2 separate regions of the Mus musculus genome follow, and region 2 is linked to region 1. The links are chromatin contacts, called in public Hi-C maps. All regions are on one chromosome and are shown on one strand. Each heading gives the region's core, a stretch centred on a gene start, on an enhancer-like site or on the middle of the called end of the contact. The rest is flanking DNA. Distances are from core to core; before and after follow the strand shown. Region 1 has its middle 220 kb from the start of Ar. Region 2 holds the start of Ar (androgen receptor).

Region 1 (4,912 bases), core at 856-3,355:
AGGGAATGAAAAGTTTGGGAAAATGAAAATGAACTGTATAAAACTGCTTTCACAGCTGTAATAGTTGATTATTGAACGTCTGTGGGCCCCAATTTCTCTGTCAATTGATACAAGGAAGTATTAAATAGAGGAATGCCAAGGTGTGTTTCAGACTAATCCTTTGGTTCTAATCTCAGTTCTGTGTTACAGGCTGTGGGACAAGTTCAATGTCAGGACTGACGTAGGAATTTTGAAGTAGATCATCATCTTGTCACTGTGTAGTATTGCCAACTAGTGCTGGTTGATATATTATCCTCACTCTTTTCTGTTGCCTTGCTCTTTGACCTTGCTCTCTTTTCTGCCTGAGAATAACACTTTTTTTTTTTAAATAGCAGGCAGAAAGGGGGAACAATGAAAGGCACAGGAGAACAACTAAAAGAGCAAGTTGTAGGTTATATTTCTTAATGTAGTTGAGATATAATTCTGAGTAACATGATTTTGTAAAAGATGGACCAGGTGCCATTTCAGTGATTTTCCAAAATTTTGCTATTGTGGTTATGCTGAAAATTAACTTGTATATAAATTTAAGAAAAGGGAAGAAGATCAGAAAAGAGTTGTTCTCCTATATAGTTGTTTGCTTTTTTACAGCAAAAGAGAGTAGCTAAGAAGGCCAGTGGAAAATTGGTAGACCATAACCCTGTAGAAAATACTTGTTCAAGTAGCTTCCATGAGTTCCAAAGAGCAGAAACTAAAAATCAGTCATCATCATTGTGCCACATACCTAGAGAGTATGGACTTGATGGGTATGTTCTAGAATACTAACAATAGCTACATTATTACCCGTTTAATTCAAGCCTAGAAACATTTAAAATGTATATTTATATCTTAACCCTTTAAAATTCATTACAATCACTAAAGTAGGCACTGAAATTACCACCCATGTTTGCAAATAAAATAATTGAAATATGTAGTGAATAGCATACAATTTCACAAAGAAGCCATGTGTGAATGCAATATGTTGGACTCTATAATATGTGCAACTGCCTCTGTACAAAAGAAGTGCTCAGCCCTGAATTAAAAATACTCTAAGACACAGAGAATTGGAATATTTCTATTTTAGGTTCGTTTCAAAATTCTTGTTGTAGTCTAGGTCTTCCTTATCATCTTTTGAGTGAAATTGCAAAACAAGGAGTTCAAGTTCGCATTGACTATCCTTCCCTGACTCCTCCCTTATAAGCTGAGGAAAACCAGTAGATCTATTTCAGCTGTTGCTCAATTGCTTTGACCTAGGCTCTCTAAAAGAAACTCATCTAACAAATATACAACACTGCTATATACATTTTATTTTATGTTCAGCAGGTATTTCATCAGGTAAGTAGGAAAGAGAATACCATCTTCATATTGCGGATAGCAAAATTAAGGAACAGAGAATATAATTGACTTGCTAAAGATTAATAATATTAACAACACAGCCTTGGTCAGTAGACTCATGTATACATATTGAACACTTTTTAGATATCTGCCCAATACAGTTCTAGAATTGTCTAACTCCAGTGCACTAGACAAAGTTCCACTCTGCTTTCTTGGAAGCAGTGTAGAATACTTACTTACTTAACTTTAAGGATGAAGGAAGATAATATTCAATCATTTGGGCATTATCCTGTACCAGGCTGTGAAATTTGTTAATGTTTACTCTCTTACTGAATCATTCTGCCTATTTGGATTTGTGTCAAATGAGAAATCTGAAGTCAGACTTTAGATCCACTTTGAGCTGGCTCCTTTGTTTTTCCCCCTCTGCAGAGCTTCTTGTCAGGCTCTGGCTGCAGCTGGAACATCATTCTGGCAAACTGTACTGAAAGCATTCCTAGGAATGCTGAGCCCCACATGAACACATCTTTTCATTTATGTCTTATTGTTGCCCTGGGTCTCCCAACAAAACTGTAAACAAGCAAGCAGAAGCAGTCAAACTAGCAAAGGAGAAAGGAAACAAGTCCATATTCTAGGTCTTCAGCACTGCAAACATCCAGTGCGTCGTTTCAGCCCAAGTCTCAGAGGAATGGAAAGGGTCTCCCAAAGAACTCCCCTGGGGCCTGACCTAGTTCTAATGCTCAAGGTTCTGCTGCTTGTTCCAGCTGGTGCTTCTCATTCCTCAGCCTCGCCAGCATTGCTCAGAGGAGGAGTTGAGAAAGACCAGAGGGTGTGTAAAGAGAAGTTTTCTCAGAATCAGATCATGCCTCTTAAGGGCAAGGAGTTCAGTTCTGTTGAGATCATTTTTCTGGTTATGAGGATCAATCTCCTGGTAAGGATTTCTCGGGTAGTGGCCAAACCCCAGAAGGTCATAGATCACAGAGTTTAGGAAGTGGTGCTTCTCCATCAGACCTGCTTTCTTGCCTTTACTTTCAGGCAAGGGGGCTTAGTGTGATTCCTTGCCTCTCAGTTTTGAGGACTTAGTTTAACTTTTGAAGAGAATTTTTGGATCATGCAGCCTTGGCCTTAAGGATGAGGTAGGTTCAATTGTCTACAACATAGCTCTTAACATCAAACCCCATGGTCAATATGTTCAAGAAGCTCCTGTGGGAAGGTGATCCTATGACTCACATTGATTCATCCATTAACCACTATGATTTGAATGTGTTCCTTGCATGTGCCTTGATTCCTCTTATCTTTATTAGCCACATAATGTTATGATCATGGGAAGCTTGAACTAGAAAGGGATACTACATGAATGAATTAGAAAGCCATAACATGTTGAACAGTTGCACCCGATTGCTATAGCTTTCTTGTCCCACCTTTACATTTGAAAAATGAGGTGATTATGATCCTTGGGGATAAAATGATGTGCAAAAATCAGGTTACAATGACAGATTTTCTGAAACAATTACAATATCCTTTCATAGAACTTCCTGTCTCTCTTCGTTTCTTAGAATTAAGAGTATGATGCCATTGATTGATCTTCTTTTCCATGGAGTGAAATCGTCAGTTGGTGAAGGTAATTTCTTAAATTTAAGCTATATTTTATTGACTTATAAGTTCATAGTTATATCTGAAAATGAGAGCTTTCTTATTTCTCATGTCGTAGTTTATTAAGACTTTTATTTAACCAATGGTTTGGGGTTATAAAATTCTGGAAGTGATTCAGAAGTTAACGATTTTATTTTGCATTAACCCTGGAGATGAATTTTTTTATTCCTTGAGACAGGATATCCTGATATTTCTTCATTGTGGTCTGGTGCATACTGATGTACTTGCATAAAGTAGATATTCAATAAATATTTGTTTGAATATAATTTAGAGGGGTTCTTATAGATTTATATTTTTAAATATAAATTTAAGCATGCATTTTTATTACAATAAAATAATTGAATTTCAAATTGAACAAATAGAAAAATGTAAATATTTGCTATAATTCAACTACCATAATATTAAGAATTGCTTGGATTGGAGTATACTTTAACCTAAAATTTTATTTATAGATTTTTCAAAAATATAAGTAAACATTTAACCTATTTTCTGTCTTTCTTTCCCACTTAACATTGTAGTATTTTCACAATTAGTATTTTTCTCTTAATATGTACTCTCCACAACATTCTTCTGGGTGCATCACACAACTTATATTATTTGTACTTAGAGACAATACTTTACATTTCTTTTGCCCCATGGTATACTATACCTTCACTCATTAACTTTGCAGTCATGAACTGGAGAATACCAAACAGTCAGGACATTTTGACTGTTGGAAACTGTTCCTTTCATGTTTTACCATGAATATGTTCCTAAAGTGCAGTATTAGTAGTAATGACTTTTCCTCATCCTTTGTAGTCTAATATGGAAAGATAGTAAGCTCTTACTGTTGGTCTGCAAAGATTATGCTATTAGATTTCAGTCCTTAAAATTAGAGTTGCTTGGGCATAAATCCCACATGAAGAAAGTTCATGAATAGGAAAGTATTTACATCACAAAGATTAGAAGTGGTGGCTGCTACATAATAAGTGGAATACTGAGAAGATAGAACAGTTCAAGAGAAAGTGGTCAGCTCTTCTCAGTTCAAGAATGCTTCCTGGAAACGTTACCACTATCCACAATCATATATTATTTTTGGCCTCAGACATGTGAACATGTGGTTCTCCATTGGATTGGGTAACAGTGTGTGTGAGGATGAGATTTTCTCATATTAGATATGGTTTTGCAATATGATAAGGTAACTGAAAAGGGCCAATGTTATTTCCAGGAGTGTTCTGAGAGACACTGTGTCAGGGAATGACGTGACTTTGAGGAGATGCCTCCTAGGATGTCCAAGTCTGTGCAGGGCCACCAGAGGCTCCAAATGATGAATGCACAGTGAGGGAAGTCAGGGAGAAGCTGTAGACATGATTTATGATGTGGGAATGTCTGATTGGCATGGAAAGATTAAAGGAACTATGCTTTTTGAGACACAGTTGGTGAGGAGGCACAGAGAATAGGCCACATGGTCCTCTATAAATATCTGAAAGGTATTAACACTATTAGAAGAGAAAATATTTTCTGGAGTAGACTAGGGTGTAAGAGCTAAGACACATAAATGGAGATAAAAGGAGATATAAAAGTGTTTCCTCTGATAATTTTTAAAAATACTCCTAACAAATACAGAAAGGATGTTGACCAGAGAAATAGGCATAGCTTGCCCATGGCCCTGAGTCAAGGTTTGCTTATATTTAAGGAAATCCTTGATGCTGAGGAGTAACATGAAATATATTGGAAGTAACAGGGCAGTGGGAGATGAACAAGGAAGACAGGAAGTAGCAATGTATCAGGTAATTTTAGTAATTGGTGTCATCATAGAACAGTGACATGGATGGAAGTTTACAGTTACATCAGGATAGTTTCCCCCTAGAAGATAGGTGGAAATATCTGAAAGACTTTTTTATTATTGTGTCTGTGAAAGTGCTACTGAAAT
Region 2 (4,912 bases), core at 1,731-4,230, 220 kb before region 1:
ACTTTGAGGAAAAGAATGAAAAACCGTGAAGAGCTTACAGGCGTCATTTCTGAAAATGGCCCATGCAATTGATTTAAGTTTGGAACTCATAGGATTTGAAATATCAGAAAGATCTTAATGGAGGAGTTTAGAAAGCTAGGGGAATTGGAGGGGAATCTCAAAGAGCACGTATTAGCACCCCGGAGCGCAGCAAAGATTCCCTGGGCTTAGGCGGAACATTTCACAAGATGACAGTCCCCACGAGGGCTCCAGATGTAGGACAGACCTTCCTATAGAACTAGTCTGAGCTGACTTAGGATCCTTCCGATTGTTCTATTGGGCGGGAGTCCCTAGATCCCACAAAATGCAAACTGCTTACTCTGTGCCCTTGGTCAAAAGGAGGCATTTTTAGTATAAACTTACCGCATGTCCCCATAAGGTCCGGAGTAGTTCTCCATCCAAGGTCCCATTTCACTTTTGACACAATTGGGACTGGGATAGGGTACTCTGTTCACAACTCCACCAGGATACCACACTTCGGAGGCAGAGTAGTCACTCTCCTGGCTTGTCAGCCCCTGAGGGGGCCGAGTGTAGCCATAGGGGGCTACAGGCCCGGCATCGCTTGGGCTGCTGCTGCCGCCCCCGCCTCCTGGCCCATATAATTGGCCTTCTTCAGCTGTGAAGAGAGTATGCCAGGAAGAAGAGGTGGTGGCTGGGGGCGATCCAGTGCTGGGCCCGGCTACACTCCCTCCATGTAGACTACCCAAGTCCCCATAGCGGCATTGCGCTGCCGCCGCAGCCCAGGCGCTGCCGTAGTCCAATGGGTTCTCCAGCTTGATACGGGCGTGTGGATGGGTAGGGGGCGGGGGGTGCGGCGGCCCGGACAGAGCCAGCGGAAAGTTGTAGTAGTCGCGATTCTGGTATGCTGCTGCCTCGTCTAGTGCTCCAGATTTATACAGAGACAGAGAGGACGGGATCTCAAGTGTCCCAGAGCTACCTGCTTCACTGCTGCCAGAGCACCCCAAGCTCTCACCTTCCAATCCTTTGGCGTAACCTCCCTTGAAAGAGGAATACTCAGCAGTCTCTTCAGTGCTTTTGCCTGGGCCTTCGTCCAGGGGAAGACCTTTGCATTCGGGCAGCGGCGCACAAGGAGTGGGACGCACCGCGGGTGGACCTCCCAGGAGCGACGCGTACATGCAGTCTCCCCGAAGCTGTTCCCCTGGACTCAGATGTTCCAATGCTTCCACACCCAATCCCATGGACACAGACACTGCTTTACACAACTCCTTGGCACTGTCAGATATGGTTGAATTGCCCCCTAGGTAACTATCCTTGGAGGAAGAGGGAGCCCCCGTGGCCTCCCTGGCTCTTGCGCTGCTGCCTTCGGAGATTACCTCCTGCTGCTGTTGGTGCTGTTGGTGCTGCTGTTGGTGCTGCTGCTGTTGTTGCTGCTGCTGAAGAAGTTGCATGGTGCCGGCCTCGTTCAAAATGTCTTTAATGTCGGCGGAGCAGCTGCTTAAGCCTGGGAAAGTGGGGCCCAGCAGGGACAACGTGGATGGGGCAGCTGAGTCATCCTGATCTGGAGGAGCTGGTGGCTGCTGCGGCAGCCCCTTGCCAGGAGCGGTGGCCGCCCCAGGCTCGGGGAGGCAGCTGCTCTCAGGGTGGCCCTCGGAGGCTGCCTGCTGCTGTGAAGGCTGCTGTTCCTCCTCCAGGGCCAGGTAGCCTGTGGGGCCTCTGATGTGGGCTTGAGGAGAACCATCCTCAGTGTGCTGCTGCCGCCGCCGCCGCCGGGGGCTAGTCTCCTGCCTCTGCTGTAAACAGGCGCCGGGAGGTGCTATGTTAGCGGCCTCAGGGTGCCTGGGGCCCGGGTTCTGGATCGCTTCGCGCACGCTCTGGAACAGATTCTGGAACGCTCCTCGATAGGTCTTGGATGGGGGCCGTGGGTAGACCCTTCCCAGCCCTAACTGCACCTCCATCCTTGAGCTTGTCTGTAGCTTCCACCGAATTCCCTTATCCTGCCTCCTCGTCTCTTGCTCTGAAGAGTTCTCCTGACTGATGATGTAGTATCTGCAGCTAGCTGCCCACCTGCGGGAAGCTCCGGGGAAGAAAACTTGCAGGAGGGGGGGTGGGTGGGGGGAGTGCCCAGATAACCTCAAAGTCTCCAGTAAAGGAAGGCACGCGCAAGACAGGATCTGCCCTGCTACTTACACAGTTTGTCTCTAAATACTTGAAGAACAGATTAAAAGATGCTCAAACCTTGACGGGAGGGAAAAGGGGAAATCCTCTGCCTTCCAAATTCAAAGTCCACTGAAGCAGGTGCAAATAAGAACTGGGCTATTTTCTTTTTGTTTTCTTTTAGCTTTTGTTTTGCTTTCGACTACTGAAACCCTAGCTGCCTTTTCATCTTTTCATTTCTAACACCACACACAGGGTGAGGGGCGGGCAGGAGGAGGTGCAGGGGCGAGAACCTGGAACCAGGGACTCTCCTGGGCGTGCTGTTGCTCCTCAGTCTCTGGGCTCCCAAAAGCCTTCCTTGCAATGTGCAACAAGCTCCCCTACTCTCAGCCAAAGGGAGTTTACCTCTGTGCAAACTGGCTGGCAGAGCTGGGGGTGTAGGGGAGAGGGTTGGCCAGAAAGCCTGCCTAGTCAGCTCCTGGAGAGGGGACCCAGGAGGGGGTAAGGGTAGAGGGGAAGAGGACAAAGGCAGCCGTAGTCCTACCGGACACTTTCCTTGCTTCCTCTGAGTCTCCCGCAGCTTTTAGAAACTTCACCGAAGAGGAAAGGGCAGCTCCTGGGCGGCGGCTTCGAAGCCGCCGCTCTGCAACAGGCGTTGGCTGTCGCTGGGCTGGGGCTGGCGTGGTGCGTCCCTTAAGCTTCTGTATGGCACTGGAGTGGCTAGCTCAGTCTTTTCCCCTCTGATGCCCTCTCAGCCTCCAGGTTTGCTCCGGACCCTCTGGTTCTCCCAGCAGGCTGGCTCCTAGGGATCTCCGAGGGGGCGCTGGGAGGTGGAAAGCAAATGCAACAGTTTGTGAGTCGGTCCCGCCCCCGCAGGCCGGCCTCTCTGCCTTCCCACCTCCTTTCTCTCTCCCCTCCCCTCCCCTCCCCTTTCCTTTTCTCCCCTCCCCTCACCGCAAGCTAGCGCAGAGTGGCTTTAGAGAACGTAGTGCTGGCGTAGTATGGTTGAAGGCTGGAATGACTCACTGTAGCCTTTGAAGACCCCTCTTCCCTAAATACCACTTGTTTTTCGGAACCGGGCTTTAGGCTCCAAAGCAGAAGCGATTTTTAACAGACAAGTCTACCGGCTCCCCAGGAGGTTAGCACAGGCAGAATTTCATTCCTGAACCCAATCCCAAAACAGACTCTTGGAGGTTGGAGGAGGAAGAGGCATTAGAAGTACCAGCTACCAATTGCTCTTAGGTATTCCCTCCCCGCTCCCCCCAGGGCCCACCAGGACAAGCAGAAGGGAGAGTCTCCTGACATTAAAGAACAAGCTGCAGTCAAAGCAACTCTTGCTGAAACCTTTGAGATCCTCCTGTAGGATAGCTGGGAATTCCTGACACCAAGCCATTTGATCTGGGAATTCTGGGCCCAAGAAGCCCATGGTGGTCATTTCTACCTTATTCCCAGCCCTTCTTTCTGTTGGGAATTACCTGTAATTTATACGTTTTATTTCTTCAGACATGCACAGGCAAAAATCATCCAGAAAAGTGGGCAAACACAAATGTCAAAAACACTTGTCATGCATACACGAACCTTTGATTTTGTCCAAAGCGTTGTTTGTATAGAATCCTTTAGATGTCTAAATTGTTTGCACTTGAAAACCCTTACCTTTGGTAGAGGAATCACAGAGGGATGATCTTTCTTTTGATGGACAAGTAAGAGTGAATGAAGATGATGTAGGATACTCCCAACTGTAGGGACAAGTATGCAATAGAAAGATGGAGACTAGACCTATACAGAAAATGTCCTTAGAGAAAGGTTGTAGACCCCATCACTTGTAAATGGCTTTAACCTCTGGATCTGTCCCAGCAGGCACATGAGTGCATTTGTTTTGTGAGACTCACGGTGTTCTTATTTGTTTTGGGGGGCATTGTTTTATCTTTCTTTCGAGACAGGGATTTCTTTTGTACCCCAATGATCCTTCTGATTCAGCTTTTCAAATACTGGCGTTGGTGGAGTATGCAATCACACTAGCTATTTCCACATTTACAGGCTTCTACAGTTGGGGGGGGGTGCTTTATCCATTGTACTGAGAGTTTACCTTTATTGAAGGAGTTAACTGAAACCTCAAGGGGGAAAAGAAGTATGCATGATCAACTCTGCTTCACAGATAAAGAAGGGAAGCAAGGACATTGTTGTATTTCCCATATTAGCAGAACATAAACTTTCCAGGTTTTTTTTTTTTTTTTTCTACACTAGCTGTACACTCATCAGATCCACAACTCTTGGAAAACAGCATAAAGTAAACTTTTCTAACAAAATGACCTGAGAGTGCTTCCTCCTTCCCAGGTGAAAAATTATCTGCTGTGAGTAAGGCAGTTGAGGCCTTATTGTGCATTTGTTATTGCTTTTTTCTTAGTTTCACAAACCACTCTTTAGGATTAAAAAAAAAATAGCAAAGTTATTCAAAAGCTGTCCAACTGTAAAATGGGTAATTCTCAGTATTCTAGTGTAGGGTGCTGAAATGTGGATACTTTGAAGACCTTATTTTTTTATTTTTTAAAAGATTTATTTATTATTATATCTAAGTACACTGTAGTTGTCTTCATATGCACCAGAAGAGGGCGTCAGATCTCATTATGGATGGTTGTGAGCCACCATGTGGTTGCTGGGATTTGAACTCCGGACCTTTGGAAGAGCAGTCGGTGCTCTTAACCACTGAGCCATCTCTCTAGTCCCAAAGACCTTATTTTTGAATAGTCATTACAACCTC

The links. A called contact is a pair of places that touch in the nucleus more often than the background predicts.
Region 2: a Hi-C map of uterus shows a contact between it and region 1, with 6 times the contacts expected there. The contact joins the promoter of Ar here to the enhancer-like site in region 1. A contact is called at or near these places in 1 of 39 promoter capture datasets (liver), 7 of 484 Hi-C or Micro-C datasets (pancreatic cancer cells and uterus) and 2 of 115 datasets of contacts at active chromatin or transcription factors (heart atrium and kidney).

The regions. Positions count from the first base shown.
Region 1 is chrX:97,921,349-97,926,260 of GRCm38.p6, reverse strand. No RefSeq gene overlaps it. Among named protein-coding and RNA genes, the nearest start is that of Ar, 220 kb to the left of the region's middle. Within about 2 kb of position 2,105, at least 13 of the 459 cell types and tissues checked have an H3K27ac peak or open chromatin away from gene starts, as enhancers often do. A contact at or near this core is called in kidney and uterus, where this site is marked.
Region 2 is chrX:98,146,825-98,151,736 of GRCm38.p6, reverse strand. It overlaps Ar (androgen receptor), which reads right to left and starts at 2,980. Exons shown (of 8, transcript NM_013476.4): 1 at 403-2,980. The coding sequence starts at 1,955.